2 separate regions of the Lactuca sativa genome follow, and region 1 is linked to region 2. Evidence: chromatin contacts called from public Hi-C data. All regions are on one chromosome and are shown on one strand. Each heading gives the region's core, a stretch centred on a gene start, on an enhancer-like site or on the middle of the called end of the contact. The rest is flanking DNA. Distances are from core to core; before and after follow the strand shown.

The links. A called contact is a pair of places that touch in the nucleus more often than the background predicts.
Region 1: a contact with region 2 is called in a Hi-C map of bud, with 6 times the contacts expected there. The contact joins the promoter of LOC111921231 here to the promoter of LOC111921234 in region 2. A contact is called at or near these places in 4 of 4 Hi-C or Micro-C datasets (bud, leaf and seed).

The regions. Positions count from the first base shown.
Region 1 is chr9:52,133,840-52,139,908 of Lsat_Salinas_v11, reverse strand. It overlaps LOC111921231 (BTB/POZ domain-containing protein At2g30600), which reads right to left and starts at 4,214. Exons shown (of 12, transcript XM_023916804.3): 1 at 3,999-4,214; 2 at 2,563-3,410; 3 at 2,144-2,476; 4 at 1,841-2,074; 5 at 1,315-1,476; 6 at 937-1,149; 7 at 765-871; 8 at 550-676; 9 at 371-445; 10 at 194-274; 11 at 11-79. The coding sequence starts at 3,363.
Region 2 is chr9:51,905,173-51,911,188 of Lsat_Salinas_v11, reverse strand. LOC111921234 (disease resistance protein RPV1) reads left to right here and starts at 1,594. Exons shown (of 3, transcript XM_023916808.3): 1 at 1,594-1,742; 2 at 2,094-2,627; 3 at 2,849-5,015. The coding sequence starts at 2,149. The coding sequence ends at 4,901. LOC111921235 (high mobility group B protein 3) reads right to left here. Exons shown (of 8, transcript XM_023916809.3): 3 at 6,007-6,016; 4 at 5,862-5,919; 5 at 5,723-5,767; 6 at 5,558-5,638; 7 at 5,390-5,476; 8 at 5,147-5,306. The coding sequence ends at 5,289.

The sequences.
Region 1 (6,069 bases), core at 2,965-5,464, 230 kb before region 2:
ATGAATGTACCTGAAAATTCCAGTATCTCACAAAAGCCTTTGATCCATCTTGTCTCAAAGTGTAATAGTTGCACATAAGCTGTTTCAAATCAGAAAATAAAATAAGGTTTCCAATATACAAAATACACATACACATTATAATAATATTATAATATCATGTGCACTTTCATTTGAGATAAGTATTAAAGTAAACCTGGTGATCGAGGCCTAGGTCAATCATCCACCATGAACAGTTTTTTCCATCCTCAATGCGGGGCCCAGCAAAAGAAGTTCCCTGTTCCAAGATTACCCTTAGTTTCCATCATATAATTTTGGTTATACCCAGGGGTAAATTAGTCGAATGATCAAAAGATTATACTGATTGTGATACCTGGTAGGTTCGTGAAGCCAAGACCTTAGGATCTGTGTATCTTGAAATAGGATTACTAGCTGTAATGCTGATTTTCTGAGTACAAAAAAAAAAAAAAGAATTATTCAAAGATAATTTAAAATCAATTTTTTTTTCCTTTTTCATATTTAAAAAAATGATCAAAAGATGTAAAATTTTACCTTAGCTAGAACAGGATTAACCCATTGGTGTTTCCCATATGATGTCCCCACATAATATACAACCCCATTGCTATCTCCATCACGTATGTATTGGAGCTCCTTAAAACTCGATTGCCTATGTTGAAACCTTAACAATCGAAAAAATTTAAATTAAAATTACTCAACTTTTGGAAATAAAGATAAAGTTAAATATTAAAATATTCATGTACACATACTTTGGATTATTCCCTGAAGTAGGCAATCCCACTTCCAGAAACCCAATTGCCTCTTTCACCAAATCATGAAAACTCGGGATTTTCATGCTTAGATTGCTACATTCCATCTGAAACAACATTACAAAATCAAAACCCAAAAACATTTCAAAAGACAAAAAAAATCAAGATTTACCTTTTTGAGTAAGAACAAAGGGAACAATGAAAAGCGCACAAGAGGTAACAAGATGTTTAAAGACTGAAGCCTTTTCCCAAAAAGATCTTGTGGAGTCTTAGTAGAAAGCATGTTGTCAACAACTTCCCAATTACATAATTCACTCGGTTGTAGGCCCCACATCAAGATCCCATTAAGAACTCTCTCTTCAGAAGTCACAGTCAAATCCGGATGCTGCAAAACCATGTTTTGTATAAAGACATGTTCATTTCTCAAAATATAGAGAAGCAGCCCACAGTCTTAAAAGTATACCAATAAGATGAACTTGTTTTATACACAAATGAAAACGGAATATAAATTTATATAATAAGTTAAAAAGATTTAGGATTTAAAACCCACCTGTAAAATGTTATAGAAAGTTGATTGATCTAGCAAGATGAAGTCGTTACAAGCCGTTGTACAATAATCAAAATGCATTGTGAATATCCTTTCACATGTTTCTTCTATAAGTTTACATGAAGGGATTGAGGGAATAACTTGAAGAATTAGGCATACAGAACCCTGCAATAAAGTATTATGATTAGATATATAAATAAAAACTCGATTACTTGGCCAAAATTTGTCTTCTTCCTTGTGCATAATACAAAAATTGTTGTTGTAAGACCTTCGTCCACTAGTTGAAAATGAAATTCCATCCCTGCATATAATATATAGACAAGACTAATTAATATTTTATAATTCATTATTTTAAAAATCCATCTCTTTGTTCTCACTACTCCGAATCTCCACTTCCTTGTACTTTTAGAGTAACACTTCAAAACAACGGTGATCAAACAATATATTAACAAAGCAAATATCTCATTAAAAAAAATAAAAATACATTTGTATATATATCATGAAATGAAAAGGGTTCTATCCAAACTACCTCTGAAAGCTGCTCTAAAAGCGTTTTGCAGCAGTCTTGATGAAGGAGCGAAACCCCAAATTGATCTGCTAATAGAAGAAGCTCAAGTAGCAAGATATTGGTATCGACTGTGTTTTCTAAGTTCAATCCTCCATTGTAGAAGTAGTCGATCATGATCTTGAATGCTTTTGGTGATGAGACTTCTTTTAAGCAAATTTCGGAAGATACACTCTCACTCATTCCATTTGTGAACATCTGCTAGTTTAATTATTTTATTAGATACTAGCAATATAAAGCAGAAAGCAGATGAAAAGATTCGCTCACCTTCATAAACGGGAGACTCCACAAACCAAGAACGACTTTATGAGATCGAGCAATAAGACCATGGCCTTCAATGCTAACATCGACATCACTAAACTCGCCTGTTGTGTGAAATTGTTCAAGTCTTTGAACATTCACAGGAAGTCCCAAAGGAAAAGACGCAACACCAGAATGAGGCTGAGAGCTAGGGTATGATAACTCTATGTTCTTTCCTGAATCAAACAGCTTTTTATTCAATTTGAATCTTTCAATCACTTCTTCACATTGTTTCACCAATGAAGTTGCTCCAAATCGTACACTTAGATCCCTCAGAGAGCTCAGTAGCGACTCGGGAATCTATAAAACACACAAGAATTGTTAACGTTTTTTTATAAATTTAAGAGAAAGTAAGTGACTTTCTGTTATAAATGCGTTAAATTTACCTGGGTAAAGCCTGTGTAGATAAACCGAAGAAACGCGTGAAGAACTGGATAAGTAACATCTTTGATTGAGATAAAATCTTGATTTAACAAACTTAAATCAAGATTGTCGACTGCTGCAAGGATCACTTTATGAGCAGGAACAAGTGTTTCCTCGTTACCAACGATGAAATACACATCGGATAACTCCCAATTTTCGAGAAAACTTCCAAGCCCCTGATGATTATCGAAGTTACCGAATTCGTCCCTCAAATCTTCTTCCATATCGTCTTCCCCCTTGTATTCTTCATAATCGACATGCTTCCAAAGTGAAATATGGTTTTGTGTTAATGGAAGCACATTAACATTTCTGTAACCAACGTGTTTATCCCAACTACTAAGTCCGACATACTGAACACTGCAATTGGGTTTTGTGTCAAGCCATTGAAACACGAGATTCTGAAAAGGGTACCTTCCTTTTCCAATGCTAATCAACCCATCACAGATACTTATCCAATAACTTTGAAATGCTGAAGAACAACATAAACCTAAACCTGCTTCATCGACTGTGGTGATTCCATCTACTTCAATCTTTAGCCTTCGGTTTCTATGACTACCTATGATTACTGTATAATGAGGACTGTTGTCTCTTTTGTAATGGTAGTGTTGACTACCTAATTGTTCTCGGAAAACTACAGTGACGTCATTGTGAGCAAATGCTTCAAATGCGACACACCCTCTTCCAGCTTCTTTAAATCTCAAATCATCACGCCAGGCGCATTCGAAGGGTGCAACTGTTAGAAACTTCTTCTGTTTCTTCTCCATTTTTTTGTGACGAATCTTTGAATTACTTGATGATTATGCTACGATACCTATTGAATAAACTAGAAGAAATGTAAGTGGTGATCAAGATTGAAGAACAAGTGACAGAAAGAATTAAAATATGGGGGTTACCTATCCACTCAAATAAACAATGCGTTTTAAAACATATAAGAATCGAGAAAAGGACAACAGACTTTACAAGAATCAAGGTTTGGTATGAATCATGATGGCATCAGATGCTCACTTATCCTCAGGAATAAATAATTGGGTTTGAACTTTGAAATATCTTTGATTCTTTTAAGGGAAAACTACAGGATATGATCAAGGAAAGCACTAGAAGCCAATTTTATCTGACTAAGAACGAAGTCATACTCCATTCAGCATGATGCATAAAGGAATCAACTTGTTCCACTTTTACATCATACACCACAATTTCGGCAACTTTCACCATCAATCACAATAAATATCTGAATCATTAGTAGCCTCAAGTTGAGCTCAAAAGATCTCGAGAAACGACAACCGATGATGGTGAGAACAACATACGAATAATAAAACCGAATAAACAAGATCCAGAGAAGAAACCCACATCGAGAATGTTGAAATAAGATCAGATTAATGAATAATAAAACAGAAGTTACCTGATTCGGTACTCTTTCATCGGAATATGATAAACCCAGAAGGATAATACCTAACGAATCTTCCCCAATTGAAGCGAGCACCGGAAAATCAAGAAAGATGTTTGATCGGAAATCTTTTTCTGATTAGATTTGGGTGAAGACGTGGCAATCACGGCGGAGATACGTTTAGAGCTGGCAATAATTGATTGACGTGTGACTTTTTTCTAATAAGATCTGTCTCTTCTTAACTCAGTCGCTCTCCTCTCCCCACCAATAAAGTCGGCACCCATAAAGTCTCTCCATCAAACAAAAAGATTGGAAAAATCAAATGTAGAAAATCATATTTTTTGCTCTATTAGGTAAAGATGACTTTTTTTGTCCTTTAACTTCTGTTATTTTCAGTTTTATCACGGAACATAAGATTTTTTATGCATTAATTTTTGTTAAAATTTTCCATCATACAAATACAAAGTATACAACTATTTCCGGTTTCGGTAAAATATATTTTGGAATTTTAAAAGCTTTCCTCTCGTACTTTTGTCTTTGAGTATCTCAAATATAGCTTTGTATAAAAAAATTTAGACAAAATTGTAAAAATGGTCCTGTGGTTGGCAAAATTCTGTAATTTTGGTCCAAAATGAAATGTTGGTGCACCACTATCCTAATTTTAAATATCTTGTGTGGTTTTGGTCCCTTTAGTTAACATTTTAGTGTGTTTTTAGTCCAGACCCAACCTGAAATGACGAATATGCCATTCTGATACATTTTTTATATTTTTTGTATTTAATTTAATGTATTATTATTATTAAACATTCTCTCTCTCTCTCTCTCTCTCTCTCATATTAACCCACTATGAAACAGTTCTTGGATTTGGAAACCTAAGATCGTGATCCCAATTTCCGGCCATCTACACTCCTATCAAACCATTACCCAACACCACCCTCTCCTAAATATGGTCCACCGAGATCGACGTTAGCCAAAAATGAAGTGTAATTGAAGTAACTGAACTGATCGGTGCCGGGGACATGACCAGAGAGGTTGTTGTAGGAGAAATCGACAGATGTTAAGTTTTGCATTGACGCTACGAATGTTGGAATGCTTCTGATGAGATGATTAGGAGAGACGTTAAGTAATTTAGAATGTGCATGCCTATGATTTCTATTGGGATTTCGCCAGAAAGCTAGTTACGGCTAAGACTGACATATGTTAAAAGTTTACATTGGCTGATTTCAGGAGCGATTTCATCGGATAAACTGTTGTGGCTAAAATCGATCTTGGATAGTTGCTGTAGTTTGCCTATTTCGTCGGGAATGTTCTCGGTAAACTTGTTACCATCAAGTAAAAGCTTCTACACACCAGAAAATTGACCGAGATTCGTTGAAACATAATCTGTCACCGGGAATTCACCAGATAGAAGATTGTTCTGAAGTTCAACCTGTGAGAGATGAGGCAAACTGAAAAGCCCTTTTGGAATCGACCCATTGAGGAAATTTTCTCCCATTCGAATTTGATTCGGTGATTGGCATTCACCAAGAGACTCCGAAATTGGATGATAAAATTAGGGTTTCTGATGAGGTGTTTGTGCGAAATGAAGTTAATGATGATGAAATTGAAGAATAATGGGATCTGAAGACGATGAAGGAGTTCATTGATATAGAATTGGTCCTTTTTCTTTCTTTAAGTATTTGTATCTTATAACAACAATCGGAGGTTTAAAGTATGTTGATGTTGTTATTGATAAAAAAAAAGTTTTGTTTTTCTTGGTGAGCAATGTGGAATTGGGTTCTAATGGTGACGGGACGATGAAGGTGAACGTCAAAGGTGATGATGGTGCTAGTGTTGATGGGTTATTGGTGAGGAACAGAGGAAAGGAATCGTGAAAGAGAGTTTGGAACCAGTTGATGGGTTTTTATCTGGAGAGAGAGAGAGAGAGAGAGAGAGAGAGAGAGATAGATTTCTCAATTTTAATTAATGAAAAACATTTGATTAAATACAAAAACAAAATTAAAAAAACAAATATAAGGGTATAATAGTCTTTTTATGTTGATAGGGACCAAAAACAATAGAAAGATTCAATTGCGGACCAGTGGTG
Region 2 (6,016 bases), core at 345-2,844:
CCTTATGAAATGTGTTATGAAATGATATGTTATCTTTTACATTACATAATGAGTAATTGCATAACTCATGAAATAGCATTATATAAATATGGAGTAAATGCATTTGGAAAGTGTGCTTGTAGTAAGTTCATGCATACATATGAAATTGATTGCATTGGATTGGTAATATATCTAGACATACATCTCAATGAGGGGATAGTGACATTATAATGTCAAATGAATACAAACTACAGCTTATGGAAAATAGTGAATACAAGCTACGCCTTATGGAAAATAGTTAATACAAGTTATGGCTTATGGAAAATAGTGAATACAAGCTATGACTTATGGAAAATAAGTCTCTTAGGAGTGACATGTTCATCCTAATTGGTAAGGTGTCAGCGATTCTGAAAACGTGGACATGGACTCCCCAAACCCGTGTGTTTGGAAATCATGCATTACATTACATGACATTGTATTATGCATGAAAGTATATTTGTTAACTTATGCTTTATAAAAACGATTCTAATTGTACCGAAATAGAACTGAAAATGATTAAAGGCTTTTGGTGTCTAAAACTTATATATCTCATGAGACGAAAGTCTTATGCATAGATCTTTTGGACCACAAGACATACTTTCGAGGATTTAGAAATGGAAAGCATCCTCTAGGACTAAAATGATCTTTTAGACTAGAAAGCATATTTTTGTAGTGTCACATAATGAACTGGTTTGGATAAGATATTCTCACACGTTTAATTAGACGGTTGCATGACACTACTTAAAAAAAAGTGATAAGGTTAGGGTTAAGCTATGTCAACTTGTTTAATGTTTTAACATATCACGACCCGGTGCGTTTACAATGTCTAAACTATATTTTAAATCTAGCATGAAGTCGAAATAAAGTAAACGAATTTAGGTAAAAGAAATTACAACTTATTTAATTAAATGAGTCTAAATAAGATATTTCAACTTAGGAAAATGACTTATAAAGGTAATCAACTATTATTTTTGTTTCATATTCTATCACTTTGTTGTACATTATTTTTCTAATAAACTTAAACTCTTATTTTGTGTTCAAAACTATCCTTACAACCGGTTATTATAGGTTAGAACCTAATTGGCATCTACATGACATTTAAGAATAGCCGATACGTGGCTCTTTCAAAAAAGAATAACTGATACGTAATATAATGTATTTCTTAACTCTTTTCCAAATTTGTGCCCTAAAATTAGACAATCAACAATATCTTCTTCTACTCTTCCAAACGAAATAATGCAAACTCTAAATCCATACAATTGTGGCTTACCTTTTCAATTGAGGACATTCATTCTGGAACGAAGACAACCCTCGAACAAGTTAACTGTAATAAGCAATGATGTCCATTCTCTTTATATCATTAAACAATGTTTCTTGTCAAGGCAATAGTAAAAATCTTGCAACTCTCGTTGGTTAAATTTTCAAGAAAGGCTACAATTCCTATAAAACCCATAGCTCTGAAATCGACATCTCTTACAAGAATAGTTTTTTAACATAAAATGTAAATTTATTGGTAATAACATAAAAAAAATTAACCAAATACTAAAAAAAAATAAAATAAAATAAAATAAAAAGACCATTTGCTTTGACAGCTGTGGATCATTCATTGACTATCAGAGAAATGACGTGATCCCTTTCATATTACTCCGGACTCCACTTTTTGAGTTCTCGAAGCAGGCTGAACCACCGGCTGATACGACGGTGACGACGAAGGCGAAGTTAAGGTATGATATGCCAACTGTTTTTACTTTATAATATCCCCGCACATCGGTTAATTGCTTTAAATCCTAGTGTTTCAATCAGAACAATCGTTCATCATTGTTTCTTAGTTTGTAACTGAAGATTCGAACTTACCACTTTAGTTAGTCAATCAGGTGATCAGGTCCCGAAAGTTTGTGAATTAAATGATTTCTTTTTGAATCAAACATGATTTGTAGTTAACTAACTCCATGTCATCTAACGAATCTAAGTATACAAACTGTTAGGTTAGGTCTATTCCTAAATTGAAGGTAAAAGAAAAACCATCTGACAATAATATCGAGTTTTCTACTCATTAACTTTTAATTAATACGCAGGCATAAAATTAGGGTAGTATCCTTGGAGTAGAGTTGATTCGAGCAAGTTTCTACAATGGATTCAACATCTTCTGGCGAATCGGGTTATGATGTATTTGTGAGCTACAGAGACGAAGACATCCGCAAAACTTTCATGGATCATCTCTTTAGTGATTTCAAAAGAAAAGGAATATATACTTATGGGGACAATGATAAGTTAAGTAGAGGAGAAGAAACATGTTTTGAATCCTACAAAGCCATTGAACAATCAAGGTTTTTGATAGTAATCTTCTCGCACAACTATGCTTCATCAACATTATGTTTGAAAGAACTTGTGAAAATCCTTGAGTGTAAGGAGAGAGATAAGGACAAGTATGAAGTCAGGTGTATCTTTTATGATGTGAAGCCAGGAGTTGTTCGCAATCAAACTGGGAGCTACAAAGAAGCAATCATGAAGCATGAAGCTTCAAATGAAACAGAGGTTTTTAAATGGAAGCAAGCTTTGACCTCAGCTGCAAACTTATCAGGATGGGATCTCCATGATATGACCAATGGGTAATCCATAAAACCTAATTCCATCAACTTTTACATCATTAATTGCAAAACTTAGCAACTGTTTACTCTGTCAGATTCAGACTGTTTGATCCTGATTCCTCTAATATGTCTCTTGCTTGGTCAGATTCTGACTCAATTAGCTCTGACTCAATCAGCAACTATCAAACAGCCTCTTAATTAGATTTCAACCTTATGTTGTGCTACTTTTTATGGTTTTGTAGGAATGTGTCAAAGTTCATTGATATAATCTCAAAGGACATATTGTATAAACTAATTGATGGGCCCATACATGTTGGCAACAACCTAGTTGGATTGTACACGCGAGCAAATCAAATGAACTTGTTACAATTTGTGGGGTCAAATAAAGTCAACATGATAGGAATATGTGGCATTGCTGGAATAGGAAAAACAACCGTTGCAAAAGCTATTTATAATCTTTTATATAAACATTTTGAAGGACATAGTTTTTGTGAAGATGTGAAAGGCATAGTGAGTCAAAATGGGCTTGATTATCTTCAAACAAAACTTCTTGATGACATCATGAAAAGTTGGGATTCAAGAAAACAAAGTGTTGGTGAAGGGGTAAGCGTGATGAAGAAAAGAATGCAAGCTAGAAATGTCTTAATTGTCCTTGATGATGTGGATCATTATAGTCAATTCGAAGCTGTAGCGGGAAATCATGACTGGTTTAACCCTGGAAGCATGATTGTGGTAACAAGTAGAGATAAACGGTTGTTGATTGCGTATCAAGTTGAACATATTTACGAGATTGCCCTTTTGAATAATGATGAAGCTCTTGAGTTGTTTAGTTTGTATGCTTTTAAAGATAAACATCCGAAAGTTGAGTTTGTTGAACTTGTTAATAGGATTCTTCACAATGTTAATGGACTCCCTTTTGCTTTAAAGACTTATGGAAGTATTTTGTTCAACAAGAGTTTATATGAATGGGAAAAGGAGATAAATAAACTTGAAAGAACTCCTCATGTTCTTATACTTAATCTTCTTAGAGTAAGTTATGATGGGCTAGATAGGGATCAAAAAAACATTTTTCTTGATATCGCGTGTTTCTTCAAAGGAGAAAAGAAAGATTACGTGATGAAAATTCTTGATGGATGTGAATCATATTTAGCAACTAATCTTAAAGTTTTACTTGATAAGTCATTGATAAGTATATGTGAAGATAGGATACAAATGCAAAATTTAGTTCAGAAAATGGGGTGGAATATAGTGATTGAAGAATCTGTAGAACATGGGAAAAGGAGTAGGTTATGGTGTCCTATAGATGTGTGCGATGTGCTTGAAAATGATAAGGGAAGTGATTTGGTTAAAGGGATTGCAATTGATGTTTCATGTTCAGAAGTCAATATTTGTGGTCAAAGCTTTAGAAAGTTGACTAATCTTCGATTGTTGAACATATATATTGGAGACTTGAGTAAGTATGAAGGTGTAAAACGCAAGAAGGAATTGAGAAAAAAGAGTGATGAGATTGAATTTTTATCAAGTGAACTACAATTGCTTTGTTGGCATGGGTATCCTTTTGAGAATTTACCAAAAACTTTTAACCCTGAGAGTCTTTTAGTTCTTGATCTTTCTTATAGTTGCATCAAACAAATATGGAATGGATTTTTAAAACATGGTTTTGAAAGTTTGACATTATTGAAGCTAAGTCATTGTTGCAACTTAAGAAAGACACCAGACTTTACCAAAACACCAAATCTAAAGGAACTAATACTTGATGGATGTGAGAATCTAGTGCAAATTCACCCTTCAATTGGAACCTTAAAGATGCTTGTTTTCATAAATTTGAAAAACTGCAAAAACCTTGAGATATTTCCTAATATAAATGAATTGGTGTCACTTCAACATTTGATTCTCTCTGGATGCACAAAACTGGAAAGATTCGAGACTAAACCATGGCATTCGTTCTTTTCACTTTCATATATTTTAAGAATATTTCATCCACATGGGGGTTTAGTGTTGCCTTGTTTGTCAAATTTATGTTCACTAAGAGTTTTAGATTGTAGTTATTGCAATCTATTAGGTGATAGTGTAAGGAATCTGGAAAGTTTATGTTCACTTGAAGAGTTGGATTTGAGTGGGAATGATTTTACACATATAGATGCTGACTTTGGTCAACTCTCTCGGCTTACGTGTCTTCGACTGATTGGTTGTAAGAAGCTTGAAATACTGCCAAAACTACCTTCATCATTACTTAAACTTGAAGCACACAATTGCATTTCACTCCAAGAGCTACCAAAGCTTTCAACCGTGTAAATGTATGAATGGCGCTATGAAAAGTTATTGGTATGTACAAACCTTATTAAAATATTAGTCATATTTAATTTTTTTTAATTCAATGAATTAGTAATTTAAGGTATATTTTCTAAACTATTTTGGGTCATATTTAATTGATATAAATCGGAGACACTATTTTTTGAAACATGATGCATTTCATTAAAAACTACCAAGAACACAAAAGCAAACAAAACTATTCAGATCTCTCTGTGCACCATGATAGCTAACATCTAATCAATACTATTTTATGACCATAATAACCAAGCCAAAATTATCCATAGCTAAAGATCTACATTATGCTAATATTATCATCATGAAACTACAAAACAGATTTAACTTCTGATTCTACATCATATAAAACCCACTTCAATCATCATCTTCATCCTACAAAAAATACAACAGATTAATCAGATCATTGAATTAAACAATTTACAAGAACATACACGTTTAAATCCTTGAAATCATACCTCGTCACTTCCTTCCTCGTCTTCCTCGTTATTTACTTCAGACTTTGACTTATCAGAATCATCATCCTCATCATTACCACCAGCAGCCTGGTTTTACACAGCAGATCCACAATTAAAAACACAGATCTGGATGTTTAACATTTAAACGTAGCATCGAACAATGGTTACCTTTTTTTTGTTGTAAACATCAATGTTTTTCTCGTATTCCTTCTTTCGTTTGTCAGCTTTGGCAACAAAAGGTGCCTTGTCCTGAAAGTTTATACAAAACAAATCAGAATTGATAGATCTAGAAGCGATTTTTGAGTTAAAATGTAGAAATGAATTTCTGCTTACAGATTCAGACATCGATTTCCATTTTGTTCCACCTGCTTTCCCAACCTGTTCGTTGTTTATACAATCAAATAAGCAGAAGTATAACAAACGGAATTTCTAAACAATTATAGATTCGAAGAAATTGGCTAGAAATACTCACCGCAGCAACAGATTTATTGTCGGGATGCTCCTCCTTGTACTGCTTCCTGAAGTCCTCCCTAATCAAATCACAAACGCGACAAATTCATACATCGAATGAAAAAGCTGATGAGTAAATTGAAATCGACATTAAACATGATGTTTACATGAAGACGA